Regions from separate parts of the Gossypium hirsutum genome. Here region 1 is linked to region 2. A link is a contact called in public Hi-C data. All regions are on one chromosome and are shown on one strand. Each heading gives the region's core, a stretch centred on a gene start, on an enhancer-like site or on the middle of the called end of the contact. The rest is flanking DNA. Distances are from core to core; before and after follow the strand shown.

The links. Hi-C and Micro-C count contacts between places; a contact is called where the count stands out from the background.
Region 1: a Hi-C map of leaf shows a contact between it and region 2, with 3 times the contacts expected there. The contact joins the promoter of LOC107915058 here to the promoter of LOC107914895 in region 2. A contact is called at or near these places in 2 of 34 Hi-C or Micro-C datasets (leaf and seedling).

Annotation. Positions count from the first base shown.
Region 1 is chrD10:31,097,727-31,102,757 of Gossypium_hirsutum_v2.1, forward strand. It overlaps LOC107915058, which reads left to right and starts at 3,350. Exons shown (of 10, transcript XM_041102334.1): 1 at 3,350-3,585; 2 at 4,540-5,031. The coding sequence starts at 4,543.
Region 2 is chrD10:30,816,132-30,820,939 of Gossypium_hirsutum_v2.1, forward strand. It overlaps LOC107914895 (chalcone synthase 1-like), which reads right to left and starts at 3,056. Exons shown (of 2, transcript NM_001327119.1): 1 at 2,879-3,056; 2 at 673-1,885. The coding sequence starts at 3,056. The coding sequence ends at 894.

The DNA.
Region 1 (5,031 bases), core at 2,100-4,599, 280 kb after region 2:
GATGGTCTCTAGCCATTTTTCTAGTAAGATAAAGACCGAGCTTTGGAATAATAGTCTTTGTGTTCTAAGGTTGGGCTAAACTTGCATCGTGCAGGGGTTTTGCCCTTTCCAACAGGGGTGAAGCTAGAAAAATTTTTAGGGATTGAAATTAAATTATAATTTTTATGATCGTGAAAATGCAATTTTACCATTTTAATAACTTATATCTTTATAATTTTTAAAGGATTAAATCAATTTTTATCATTTTTAGGGGGCCAAAGTGCAATTTACCTTTACTAATTTAAAATTTTAAAAATTTAAAGGGCCTAAATAAAAAATTTTCATTTTAAAGGGGGTCGAGCCCCTACCATACCCCTAGCTACGCTCCTGCTTCCCAAAACCTATCTAGCAATTAGGAGTGTGGTTGTTCAATGAAACTTTTCCCATGGTGTTGTAATTCATCTTTTCTAGGATTTCCTTGTCTATCGAGTTTAACCCGATTTTTCTCTTGATTGTATGAGCTTTCATTTTTAAACATTGATTTTAGATTTGGCATAATTGTAAAAAAAAAAACCCCATCAACGTTTGGGGGCTTTTGGTTTTGTGCCCTTAACCTCTCATTTTTATTGACACCTTCAACATTATGATTTCAGAAATCAGCCCAATTTTAACAATAAATGTGAGTTGTCTGTCAGTCAAGTGCTGGTCAACGAAGTAAGCCTATGTGACGTCATAGATGACATCATCCTTTTTTCATATTTTTCCATCTTCTTTCTTCTTCTCATTTTCTCTTTTTCCCTACGGTTACAATAAAAAAATTGCAATTCTCTTTTAGTTTCAACTCCACCATTTAACACCTTACTTTTCCAAAAGCTTCACTTACACTGAGATTCAACACCACTTTGGTATTTATATTATAAGGCATTCAAACAAAACATTTAGATCAGGACAGAGCTCATACTAATATCAGAATCGAATCAAAGGTTTGCTAAGCAGCTAAAACAACTCCATCGATTAATAAAAAATAAAAAAAATTGAGTTTTGGTTCTCAAATGCTCAAGATGCACACACACATACATAGCAGAAGGGTCACTAACCAATTCATCATTGCAATAAACCTCGAAAACACCGAAGCTTTGCAGAAAAGACTGCATTACATTCCCAAAAAGCCAAGCAGATGTAATGGACCCGAAACTGTTTGCACGCGAGGAATAATACCACAGCGGTGGTGTCATAATCCTAATCATAGGAAAAATCTATTCACTTGCCATCATAATCCCTACAACTCCAAATTGGAAAACTGGAACCACTTTCGAAAGCTAATGTTTCGGCAATGTGGTGGATAGTTATCAAGCATTACATCAATTCCAAGAAATTGGGCTTCTAACATCTCTATTGTCAAAATAGTTCCCCTGTAAATTTTCATCAATTACATGTTCAATTATCACTTGAGGAAAAATATCAACTATAATATCCAAAGAAAAGGAAAACATCAAAAGAAAAAAATCAAATAGAACCTGCAAGAGCATGAAGTGCAGAAATTGATATTCATCTTACTGCCATAGCTGATTCCTCCAATAGCGTTAGGTTTCTCAGAAGGAAAAAAAAGAAAGGAGATAAATTGAATAAGAAATTCAATTAAAATAATGGATGAATGATTAAAGTTACCTGTAAAAGAAATATCTAAGGTTTCAGGATTGAGTGGAGGTTTGGGTAGGTGGGGATGATGGTGGTGATGGTGTGAGTGAAGCTTTTAGAAAAGTGAGGTGTTAAATGGTGGAGTTCAAAATTGAAAGGGAACTACAATTTTTTTTTACTCTAACAACAGCTACAAGGAAAGAGAAGAAGGGAGAAGAATAAAGAAGATGGAAACAAAATGAAAAAAAAATGATGCCATTTATGACGTCACATAGGCTTACTTCGTTGATCAACGCTTGACTGACGGTCAACTCATGTTTACTGTTAGAATTGGGTTGATTTTTGAAAAAATTATAATGTTGAAGGTGTCAATAAAAAAAAGGTCAAATGCACAAAACCAAAAGCCCCCAAACATTGAGGGTTTTTTTTTTTTTATAATTATGCCTTTAGATTTCAAGTTCTTATTAACCAGCTGAAATGGAGGACCTTCAAGTAGAAGCGATCATACGTATTTACTCAATTTCTTTGAGTAAATTGTTGAAACCTTGTTTTGCAATGTAACGATCCCTCTAATTTTTTTGGCTGTTTAGAAGGGTTAATAAGGCTTGTTTGTTATCTAAGATTTTCTATTGGTGTATTGTCCATGTTCTCTTAAAGGTTTGCTATCCTGTGTTTCTAGGATCTTTTGTGTCTCTTCTAATGAAATGAAATCTACTTCTAATTTGTTCAAAAAAAAAGAATTACATTGATTGAGGGTGGGTTTGGATGGGAGACGAGATGCGATGTGTTTTGCTTACTTTTAGTCTCACTACAGTATCGCTACAATATCTAATCTCACCGCAATCGCTGTTTTTACACTAATCACAGGTAAACGCACCGTCCATCCAAACTCAGCTTGAAACAAAATTAAATGTGATATATGTCAAATAGTATGTGTGCATTCAAATTTTTAGCTCACATTAATTCGAAGTTAGATTTGGACCACCTTTATCTCCTATTTCTTATAAAAAAAACTTAAATATTTTATCATAATAAATAAAAAAATGATATTTATAGGTATTATAGATTACAATGCTCAAATTTTCTTTTATATATTTAGTGTAAGTTATAGATTTAGTTCTTATATTTAGATTTGGTCATTTTCAGTTACCTATTTTTTCTTTTTATAAATTTTGAAATTTTATTTTTTACTCAAATGCTATCCATTAAATTCGTTAAGTTAAATTATGTTATTTTCAAAATCTTATGCAGTAAATATATTATCACATGTGAAATGCCATGTGAGCTTGTTATTTTCACATAATACTCACAAAAAAAGTAACAACATTTTAGTTAATGAATTTAATGACTACTATTTGAGTCAGGATTGAATTTTAAATTTCATTGAATTTTAAATTTTGAAATGTATAAACACTAAAAATGATCAAATTGAATAACAAAGACTAAATCTCCTACTTACGCAAAGTATAGTGACTAATAGAAAGTTTTGACTAAACAAATTGAACTATTACTAATAGGATTAAAATTGAAATTCTAAAATTCAAAAAACACATGGACTAAAATTGATCAAATTAAAGTATAAAGACTAAATCTATAAATTAGGCATAGTAGAAGATTTTGAATGTATTAGAGCTGAAATCATGGTCTTTGAGGTGGGCCTATTCTAATACATAAAGTAGGCCCATTATCTTTAACAAATCCAATAATTGAAGGTTTTTTTTTATAACGCTGAAAAAAAACTAGATCCGACTCGACCTGATATCCAAATTGCCGACCCTAAAAATTTGAAAGGCACAAAAACAAAAGCAAATTGTGAAGGAAAAGATGAAGCGAAGCGACTCCCAGTCCCAGAAGAGTTGATGGCAATGACATTGCCTTCTTAGAGTTTTGAAGGATTCAACTTCTTCTGGAATTCGTGTCGCTTTTCTCGGTTCCATTTTATCACCAAATTTTGAAAAACATTATCTGGTAATGATTTTTAATATATATTTTAATTTTGAATGCCAAAATCCTCTCTGTTTATTTATTTATTTAAAATTTATCCTTTTCTGATGTACTATTTTATTTTATTTATTTAATATGTGAAATTTTGAAAAATTCAGTCTCGATGCTGTAATGTGTGTGTGTGTGTGTGTGTGCGCTTCTAAGATTTTTGTATAATTATTTTATTTGCGTATGTATGCTTTTGTAATTTCTGGCAGTGCACAGGAATTAATATTTATTGTTCTAAGAATTAGAATTTGGTGGAGATTTATCCAACATTTGCATTTTATTTAGTGTTTATTTTTTGTTTATAATCAAGCCACTACTTTTTATATCGCCTGGATACAGTAATTGAGAAAACTTTGTTGGCTAGGATTAATTATATGAAGCATAGTTATAATAATTTTGTTAATTTCGTTGCGCCAAAGCAGTGACTGGTCTGGTAACGAATCTCTTCCTAACAAGTTTTATATGTTTGTTGGCTTCTTTTCTTTCTCTTTCATATTCATGGCATTGCTTTTTGGTTCCATCCTTGTTTGGTATGTGAATGTTTAGTTGTTCAAAATTATGCTAAATAGGACTCAGTTTATGTTATTTGAAGTTATAAAATTGAGCGAGTTTTGCTTCTGTAAGTAAATTCTATGGCAAGCATTTAGTCTTGCTTTTCGTATCTCTATCCCTTTTTATAATCCTTTGGACTATATAACATTTTAAAGAAGTCTAAAGAGCAATGTAGGAATGTAATGTGTTAATTTGTTTCTCAGGTTGGTTACATTACTTATAAATTATATCATGAAAAGGTGACTTTTTCTGTAATGACATTTTAGTTTGGACTATAATGTTGTAAACTGCCTTGGGCTGGAGAATTTTTATAAGCAAATTGATATTTTTGTGATTAAAGCTTCATATGAAGTCAGGACCTGACCTTGTGTGTTTCAGTAGATGCAGCAAATGGAGGAAGTGGACATTGATTCAGTATTGGACATGCCCAACACTGTCGATAAGCTATCTGTACAGCAAATGAACAGATGGGATTATGTTGAACAAGAAAGTAAAATTTCAGTGCTTAGTCATTTGAGAGGTTCTAATACTGCAGGCAAAGAATCTTTGGATACGCTAAGGAGAAGAGGTAGGTTGGTTGTTGAAAAAGGACACAACCGAAAACATTATATACACCCACGAAAACTTTCAGGTAGTGTTGATGAAATTGAACATAGGAAAAACACCATTATCTTATCCCCCCTAGAGAATTCTCAAGCAAATGCTCCTTTATTTGGGAAAACTGCAGTGGAGAGAAGCAGGAATTCCATTACAGAGCACATGGATAAAGGAAAAGCTCCTTGCTCTAAGTTGCCTTTTAAGTCATCTGTATTCCAAGAAAATCATGCTGTTATAGATTTAACTGAAAAGAAAATGTACAATCAAATACCT
Region 2 (4,808 bases), core at 1,806-4,305:
AGATATGTGTATTATTTTTCCTTCATTAAGAATTTTTTCCCACAAAGTTTTTATCTTATTAAAATTTTAACAATGCACATTATCTATTAATAGATGCTCTCCCTTGGGGAGAGGATGATGAATATTTTATTATTATAAAGTGGATGTCCATATAAAAAATTTGATGTACTTTAAGACACTAATATTTAATAGGAATAAAATTTTAGATCATTCATATTTCTTATATACATAAATATTGATTTTAAAGAAGTATTATAAATATCCCTCCTTAAATTATCCTATTTTCTAATTCTGTTGCTTACTATGTTTTATATTTTATAGCAAGTTTGAGTTTTTACCCCAAACTCAATAAATACATTGGCAAAAATTAGCTCAAGAATCATCTAACAACCTAATCATGTTAGCCCAAAACAATAAATATAGCCCACCCAAAATTTAGGACAACCGTAGCATCTAGTTGGCTTCCCTACTTTGTACCTTATGCAAACAAAGGAGTGGACTTAGTAGGAATAATAATTCACGTGTAAAAAAAAAATTAAAAACATTTTATGGGAAAATAATACAACTGTTAGCATAAGGATCCATAGGAGATTTTTTTTATTTAATAGTAAGTATAGATAGATTAATAGACTGTGATATTAACAGAAGCTAATTTTGTTTTTGGTAGAATAGTTTGCAAAGGAACTTATTATTGCCATAAATTTAATATAAGTTGGTACATGAATTGAATAGGCGTTAAGCTTCCCGCCCACACCATCAAAGTGTTCTAGTCTTTAACAATAAACACACAAATTCATAGGATTTAAATAATCTAAAAAAGGAAAAAAGAAGAAGATAAAACTGCAAGCCAAGTGGAGCACGACCAATTACTTAAAAGGCATGTTTGTTTAACTTTAAGCAGCAACACTATGGAGCACAACAGTCTCAACAGTGAGGCCAGGTCCGAACCCAAAGAGCACTCCCCACTCCAGTCCTTCTCCTGTTGTCTGAAGTCCATCTTCCCTTGATTTCTTCCTCATCTCATCCAAAATGAATAAAACACAAGCACTTGACATGTTACCATACTCTGAAAGAACGTGCCTTGTGGCTCGTAGCTTCTCTGGCTTCAGTGCTAACTTGGCTTCTACCTGGTCCAATATTGCTGGACCACCTGGATGAGCAATCCAAAAAAGGGAGTTCCAATCGGATATGCCCAATGGTTGAAATGCTTCTACCAGGCTCTTCTCTATATTCTTCGAAATAAGCCCCGGAACATCCTTAAGAAGGTGAAATGTAAGCCCAACTTCACGAAGGTGACCATCAATTGCACCATCACTATCTGGCAAGATCGTTTGGGCTACTGAGACTATTTCAAACATGGGCTTCTCGATTTCGGGCATGGGGTCTGCCCCGATTATAACAGCTGCGGCACCATCACCAAACAATGCTTGGCCCACTAGACTGTCTAGGTGAGTGTCACTAGGTCCACGGAAGGTAACAGCAGTAATCTCCGAGCACACAACAAGTACACGAGCACCTTTGTTGTTCTCAGCTAAGTCCTTAGCCACTCGGAGCACCGTCCCCCCTGCGAAGCAACCTTGTTGGTACATCATGAGGCGCTTAACGGAGGGGCGGAGGCCCAAAAGCTTGGTGAGCTGGTAGTCAGCCCCAGGCATGTCCACACCACTAGTGGTGCAAAAGACAAGGTGGGTGATCTTGGACTTGGGCTGGCCCCACTCCTTAATGGCCTTGGTGGCTGCTTCTTTGCCTAGCTTTGGCACCTCAACTACCACCATATCTTGCCTAGCATCCAGTGAAGGAGCCATGTATTCACATACATTGGGATTCTCTTTCAAAATCTCTTCTGTAAGGTACATGTATCGCTTCTTGATCATCGATTTTTCACCTAAATAATCAAACACAATAAACTTACTTTTAATTCTCCCAACTTAGCATATAAGAGTGTTTTAACTGATTTTTTATCCAACTTCACTAGATATGGAAAATATCAGTTTAGGTCCCCCCTTCAAATTCTCTGTCTCATAAAAGCTTCAATCGTCGGAAACTTTTAGGTGGGTCATGGGCGGAAATAATGGAGTCTTAAGACCTTTATAAGATTCTCTTCTAATAGTTTATTTAATAGTTTGTCTGACAAATATATTTATTTTAAAAAATATTATAAATATTAGACTATGCAGATTTATAATTTGAATAAAAAATTTATTTAAAAGTATATTTATAAAAAAATTTTAAAAATTATAATTGAAATGATAAAATTATTTTTTAAAAATTATAGAGTTATAAATTAAAATTTCATAAAAATACTATAATATAAAATATGAAAGACAAAATAATTTCAAATTAACATTTATTATTGGTCCAAACAATTAATATTTATATTCTTTAGTATAATACTTGGAACTATCCATAATCCTTTCCAATATTTAAATATGAGGATAAATATATAGTATTGTAAAAAAATTAAAAAAAGTATAAACTAGAACATCTAACAACTTACTAATATTTGGAAAAAAAAACTTATTAATTCACTAGTATAAATTTCAAACTTCTGTTGGTAGAAAACGTGAAACTAAGGTTTGAGACAAATTAAGTCTGTGGAATTATATGATTTAAATAAATGTGCTTTACAAGAAATGAACCTAACAAACTTCAATCTAGTTTTCTTGGAACCAGAAAAGAACTTTAATCTATTTTCAAGTCATACTATATACGTAGCTAACTTCTTTTCCATTAAAGTATTTGCATGAAAATGATATGAACCATGCACATCTATCTTTCCCCTCTTTTATTTTCATGGCCGAATTATGTATGAAACACAAAATCACCTTAAGTTTGTATATAAGGTAATTTAGCTTTTAGATCAAAGTAAAAAACTTACACATGCGCTTGAACTTCTCTTTCAACTCGGTCTTGTGCTCACTATTTGTGATACGGAAATAGTAGTCAGGGTATGTGCTCTGATCAACACAATTAGGCGGGGTTGATGTGCCGATGGCCAACACGGTGGCAGGGCCTTGGGCACGTTGAGCCTTACGAACTTCTTCCACGGTCACCATTCTTTTTCGGATGATCAGAAACAGCCAATGGTGGTGGGTGTGGAGTTGGACTGTTGGACTAAGCTGCTATGCTATGAATGGTAAAAAGGAACAGAAGGTGTTGTTGACAGTCCAGAGTTTGGGCCTATAAATAAGATATAGGAGCTTGGGAGGGGGTAGTTGAGAGTCACGTGGTTGAGCAGAGCCAAGTCCACCTGGCTAGTTGTTAAGACTGGGTGGCACGTGACTTTGGTGCATCCATCTAATTCTAGCCTCCACTCTTCTACCTCTCCATCCTATCCTCCACATTTCTGTTGGTTTTCACTACAAATGTTTATGGGCAGAGTTGAGTGCGAGTTGAGTACATGTTATTAATATATATATTTTATGTTTATTCAAACTTGATCTAATTTAAATTATGAGTTTAAAATTTTATCCAATTCATTCATATTTGTAAATGGTTAATGGAACCCATTTTAGGTTTACTTATATTATTTTTAAAAAAATTTAAATAAATATTTATATTAATTTTAATTAAATATTTAATTATTTTATATATAGTCACCTTAATAATTTATAATGTTTATATAATACTACTATAAATTTAATTTTTATGTATTATAAATTACATAATATATTAAAATAACATAACATAAAATATTACTAACTTAAAAACGGGTCAAACTAAATTAAATTCAGACCTTAAATATTCAGGTCTAAGTCTTTTTCTAAGTTAATTTTTTAAACCTAATATTTTAAACCCTCACACAAATTTAAACCAACATTCGAATTTCAACAAATAAACCTACTCATTAACAATTACAGATTTCACTTACCGCTTCATCATTTAAAACCTCATTTCTACCATATATAAGGACTGCACCACGTTCCCTCACATCTGTCCGTACATTTCAACTAATTCTTCTAACTATTAAATATATTTTTATTATATATTTTTAATATTTTAATATAATTTAGATGGTCAAACCAACTTAAAAAATGGTCTAAAATTGAGATGGTTTGAAAATAAAATTATGCTCCCTAGGTTTTAGGTAAAATAAAAATTATTTAAAATATGAATTAAGCTTGGATTCAAATATTATATATATTTTGTTAAAATAAAGATATTTTATATAACATAACTAAAAGTACATCTAATATGTAATATTTATGATTATATAATGAAATAATATTTGATATATTGTCAGTGGAGTTTTTAGATTCCATAAGTAGGGTTAAGAGATTGACAAGTGTCCTATAGGGGTATAGTAAAATATATTTTAAAAAATAAATATTTTAAAAAAAGAGACATGACAATTTTTTAAAACTACTAGTAGAATAAAAAAAATTACATTGTTAGTGTACCAAATACTAAACCCTTATATAATATGAATGTTATAAATTAATTTTATTTTTTTGAAAGTAACATAATTAATATTATAATATATGAAAATTCTTGTCATAACCTGAAAACCGGGTTAGAAGAAATTGAGTTAGTGAAACCAAGACTGGTCACGTCGTGATTTTTAGTTATGATTGTGGAAGTGTTATCAAGTAAATTGATTTGTTTTAGTGGATAAGTGCTTTGGATATATGTTTGAGGTCTTGTGTTCAAATTGTTTTTTTATTTATTTATTTTTCTATTTTTGTTCTTATTTCTATCACAGCATATCTTATTTATATTTAATTTTTGCTCAATTGTTAATAAGAATGAGTTTGTTAGTTTTGTGGTAGTACTTCAACTTATTTTTTGGTATTGTATTCAAATCCTTG